Linked DNA regions of Mus musculus: region 2 is linked to region 1. The links are chromatin contacts, called in public Hi-C maps. All regions are on one chromosome and are shown on one strand. The core of a region is the stretch at or near the end of the contact, and the rest is flanking DNA. Distances in the headings are between cores, read along the strand shown.

Region 1 (2,556 bases), core at 42-2,541:
TATCTAATGCCTGGATCCATGTCCCTGGGCAGGTAGGCTAGGCCTGGTTAGGTCATGTGGTGTGGAACTCCCCCTGTTATCCCTCTGCCATTTCACCCCCTCTAAAAGCAAAAGCCAGAAACCCTCTTTATTCTCCCACGTTTTTCTTCAGGGAGTTGAAGGTACTTTTCTTACTCCATCATCATGCAGTGGATGGTGTCTGTCTCTCAATGCAGCTCCTTTCTGGACCTGAAGGTCTGCTTCTCTCCCTCAGGGTCCCGACTCCTATCCCAGCTCCTCTTGGGTTTTGAAGGGGAGGCCCTCTCCTTCTCTTCCTCTGGGGACCCCATTGTGATGTGATGCTGTATCTCCCTAAGTCACTCCCCCACTTTAAGGCCCAGCCACAGCCCCTGTGAGCTCAAGGCCCTCCCCTAATAAGACTCATCCCAGAGTCTAATCCTGTGGCAGCTCCTTCCCTGAACCTGCGGCAGGTGTTCAGGCTGATCTGACCCCGTCATACGCACAGGTAGCGGGTGCTTCTCCTGTGTGCGTACTCAGAGCGGTGCACAGGTAATCTCTCCCAGGCCCTGACTTGTGATATCCCGGGATCTTGTCTAATTCTATGGCAAAAGGCAGAAGATGAAGGAAGTAAGGGACCGAGGCTCCATAAGACGAATCAGGAAACAGGAACCCTCAACACCAGAGGTACTGGACCATTTTAAAGCTGAAGGTGGTCTCTGAGAGGTGTAGGCAGGCCCTCCCCACCCCCATCCCCAGCAGCAGATGTGAGAACTTCAGGAGGATCCTAAAGGCTACTACCTGCTTACAAACTCAATTTAATAACTGCATGGGAGAAATATTTTCAAACGTCTCTCTTTCACTCTGTCCGCCGTGCCCTTTGTTCCCCTCTCCCACATCAGTGTTGTGTGTGAGGGGGTCTGGAGCCAGCTCATCTAGATATGCAGGCCAGACAAATGTAAAACATGCTGATTTCTTCTTCTTCTTTTTTTTTTCTTTCAACAGCTAGTCCTGCCAAGCCCACTTCAAGGAAAAGGGCTGCATCATGTTAGCCCCATTTTGGGGAATGGTGGGAATGTCTTCTTTCTTTTTTTCTTTCTTTCTTCTTCTTTTTTTTTTTTTCTCTAGGTTTCCGCCTGTGGTTACCTTGCTAGGCTTCTCAGGCCCTTTGTGTCCCTCTGTCAGCTACATCTCAGCCCTTCCTGGCTCGGTTCCTCAGCACATCTGCTGTGGGCTCAGGGCCCAGGCATTGTCCATTAGCGGCTCCATACAGAGAGGCCTCCGCAGTGGCTGCACAGCTGGAGAGAGACCATACCCATGTATACACAGGCTCCCTGCCTGTCCCCCTCTACCCTGAGTGTTAGAAACTCAGGTTTCCTGTGAAATCATTGCCTTTGTAAACCAGGAACCATGCATGCAGCCGAGTTCCACAAGCCAATGCAGCCTCAAATGTTTCCTTCTCAGGAACGTCCCTGTGTGGTTGGGATGTTGAGATGTTGTTGAGAAAATATGCGCTTTGAGAAGGGGAGGAGAAAACAAGAGCTCCCTAGTCTGGGGCAAAGAGCCTTTACGGAGTGTCATTAGGAGTCCTGGCTGCTGTACACACTGGGGAACGTGTTTACAGTTGCTCCCTTGAAATGTGAGTTACAACTTTAACTTTGCCTAAGGCCTTTTCAGGATCTGAACTGGTTTCTTCGAAGGCATGGCACCACTTTACTATGCAACAGCCTGACATGACACTAAATCATTTTTTAGTTTCATCGAGTTGAGCCAGAGCCAAGGTATTCTCGGGTTGGGTTTGCACGTCAGCCTTTTAAAATAGATCTACAGTTAAAAAGAAACACACTAGAAAATACTTATCGCGTCAGTTCACTCCTGTTGTTATCCAACAATGATCTCTGTCTTCTGCAAGACACCTTAAGTTCTAGGGGCCCCAAAGGATGGCTCCAATTTCCATGCATCAGCGGCTGTTCCCCGATGCCTAGCCTGAATGCCACACGGCAGCAGGAGAGGGCCGGAAGAGGCGGCAGGCCATGGCAGAATGGGAGCCACACTTTTCCAAGGATGCCACAGTTAGGCAGCTCCACCAGGCCTAGGAAGGTACAAGAGCCTTTGTGATGAGATATTACGGTGATGCCTCAGTGAAGTTACCACCTTGCTGTGCTCCATCATCCTTCCTATGGACCCTGGATCCACTGAGGGCCAGAGTTCTCTCAGGAATCTTCCATCCTCTGCACCAAACTTTCCCTTCCCTCTTCCTTAACCCTACCATTGAAATATCTGTCTTGACTGTGGTGGATTATCCACATGCTGGCCTCCCTACCAGTGAGAAGAGGGTCCAAGGTCTTGCTCTTGAATATTCCAGACAGCTATGCTGCAGAAGCCCTCGTAGGTACTTCAAGTGGGATGCAGAGGCATAGCGTTCAGGACAAGTTCCCTGTTCGTACCCAACGCTCAGCACAGACCCCCATCTGTCTCTCATGTCTTCCTCACCACTCTTTTGGACCAGTCCCATGCTGCTGATCTGGGGCTCTCCAGCCACATTCAGTTCAGAACACA
Region 2 (2,556 bases), core at 27-2,526, 210 kb after region 1:
CCATCATACACTGTCAGAGATACCTGCACCATTAGTGCTTAACTGAGTTTACCCAGCACCAAAGCATTTAAGACAACATTCCATTAAGTTCCTTATTTGTTTGCAGTGTTTCAGGGGAGGCTTGACGGGGGATTCTCTGGCAAAATAGTTCACTCACCCAGGGGCTGGTGAGGTAGTGCTGTGGCCACTGGGAGTCTACATGTTCTGGAATGCTCTGTTCAGTGGAGGTCCTAGGCCAACGCATATTGGAATGCTTTTCTCAGTTTCTAATTTTTCCTTTGTTTCTCCTTTAGCGACATGCCATGAATGACATCCTTTAATATTTTGGAAGAATGTGGTCTTTTAAAGCTCTTTTTAACCACATGTAACTCCTTACTGCAGAGCTGCCTTGAATGGTAAGGGCATACTGTAGTGGTTAAACTCAACAATCCTGGAGTCAGGACACATGCTTGGCTCCTAGTCACTCACAACCCACATGGTCCTCGCCAAGGTGTTTAGCCTGGTGCCTTAGTTTCTTCATAACAACACCTACCTCAAAGGTTGTATAAGAAGTAAAAACATTCACTGTGGCAAAGTGGTAAGACCAGTGTAAGGCAAACCGGAAATAACCAGAAAGCAAATTCTAAAAATATTAGTTGCTAAACACTTATAGGGATAGTTCTTCTCATTTTCAGGAAACAAGAAGGCCATTCTTGGAAAGTGGTCTTCATCTTCATGTGGAAAGATGGTAAGAAAGCAAGGCTGGAAAGGGGCAAGTAGTAGCCACTAGCAGGGAACAGTTGGCAAACTGCTGGAAGCCACTGTTATGACTTCAAAGGGCTGAATATGAAGACTTTTGCTGTGTAAAAGGACACACGGTGGCAGGGAGTGGGTGTCACTACCTCCCTGCGCACACCAAGAAGTGAACTCCGTTGGCTTGTCAGCATGCGGAGGCAACAGCAGGCTACTGGCAAAGGGCAGTAAGGGCACTCAGGGCTACTGTGCCTCCACACACATCTCGGGAATCCTTCTGCAGGGACAGCATCTTGGGACTAGGAGATCATGATTACAAGATTAATATTTATTTCTTGTCAACGGACCACAGGAAAGCATCGCCTGAGAACCCACTGCATGCTTACCATGCTTCTCTTCTTACAAAGAAGAGAAGGAAGGAGGAGCAGAGAAGAGGACACAGACGACAAGAGGAGGGACAATCAGCAGACCTGCACACACCACCCACTAGGCATCACAGGCAGCGAGGAAGTGCTGCTCCACAGTGGGCTGTAACAGGGAGGCTGAGGCCAGCTCCCCACAGACTGTAATTTATGGACTCATAAACACTGGAGGATGCAGCAGGAACTACAAGGTCTTCAGACTAATGAATGCCAATGGGATTACACAATAGTTCAAAGAGTTAATCTTTCCTAGTGTGGAGAAGCCTATCATTATTAATAACCAGGCTGGCACAAAATAGGAAATCTGCTGCTGACCGTCCCAGTTTAGAATCAAGAGGAAGCCTGAGGGGATAACTTAGAAAAGTACCTGTCCCAAAGGCCTCCCCACCTCTACACACACCTTGTGGCTTTCGTGAGGGAGGCCTAACTGATTTCTTAGGATAAAGATATCTACACTTGGGCACTAGAAAGATGACTCAGCTGCTAAAAGGGTGTGAGGTGGTCTTCCAATTTCCAGCACCCATGCCAGCTGCTCACCACCACTGATCACTCCAGTTCCAGAGGCTCTAACGCCTCCGGGCTTTGTAGACACCTGTACTCATGTACACAGACACCCATCCATAATTAAAAATAAATCTTTAAAGCATACTAATTACTCATAAAGGTAGACGAAGACCAAACATCTGAAACAGTCAAGGGTAACCACACAGAAGATGAAGTCCTAGGCTTCGCTGTAGAGGGGGACAGTGATACAGAGGGGAGTAGGCCAAGAAACCGAGGGCGCTTGCTGCCCTCCTCCAGACTGCTTCAGGGTCTGTCATTCCCTAGAGGGCCTCTTCATCTCTGCCAGCATCCAGGATGGTCTCCTAATATTTCTGTTTAATTCCAGCTCCCATTTTAAAATTTGACTTTTTATTTTTGAGACAAGGTCTCATTATGTCGCCCCAGCTGACCTGGAACTTATTGTACCAGGTTGGCCTACACTTCACAGAGATCCACTTGCCTTTGCCTTCTGTGTGCTGGGTTAAAGGCATGCCCTGCCACATCTAGCCAATGACACAGTATTCTTTTTGCTCTTGCTTCTAAAGTCCTCTCACTGGGACTAAGTATAAAGTGGGGTAAACAACTCTTGCTTTGTAGGTCCAATGGCCGGTTCTAGCTCCCTTAAAATAAAAATGGCAGTATTGACTTACAGTTCAAACATACAGTATCAGCTTTCTGGCATAAATTTATTGGTTACATTTTCCTCAGGTGGCTGAGCACTGGTGGTCTGAATGAGACGCCCTCCATAATCTTGGGCACAGAAATGCTTGGTCTCCAGTGGGTGGCACTCTTTGGGGTGCCTTAGGAGGTGTGGCCTTGCTGGAGGAAGTATGTCACTGGAGGTGGGCTTTGGGAGTTT

Evidence for each region. Hi-C and Micro-C count contacts between places; a contact is called where the count stands out from the background.
Region 2: a Hi-C map of uterus shows a contact between it and region 1, with 2.9 times the contacts expected there. The contact joins two enhancer-like sites. A contact is called at or near these places in 10 of 15 datasets of contacts at CTCF or cohesin (CD8 T cells, the G1E-ER4 cell line, the NIH/3T3 cell line and 6 more), 228 of 484 Hi-C or Micro-C datasets (3T3-L1-derived adipocytes, the AML12 cell line, the AtT-20 cell line and 122 more), 48 of 115 datasets of contacts at active chromatin or transcription factors (the HPC-7 cell line, the NIH/3T3 cell line, PVALB interneurons and 34 more) and 4 of 9 other capture datasets (adipose tissue, embryonic stem cells, liver and 1 more).

Annotation. Positions count from the first base shown.
Region 1 is chr7:66,441,445-66,444,000 of GRCm38.p6, forward strand. No RefSeq gene overlaps it. Among named protein-coding and RNA genes, the nearest start is that of Gm33515, 14 kb to the left of the region's middle. Within about 2 kb of position 1,292, at least 30 of the 459 cell types and tissues checked have an H3K27ac peak or open chromatin away from gene starts, as enhancers often do. A contact at or near this core is called in uterus, where this site is marked.
Region 2 is chr7:66,649,810-66,652,365 of GRCm38.p6, forward strand. The region is part of intron 5 of Asb7 (ankyrin repeat and SOCS box-containing 7); the gene reads right to left. Among named protein-coding and RNA genes, the nearest start is that of Asb7, 38 kb to the right of the region's middle. Within about 2 kb of position 1,277, at least 47 of the 459 cell types and tissues checked have an H3K27ac peak or open chromatin away from gene starts, as enhancers often do. A contact at or near this core is called in uterus, where this site is marked.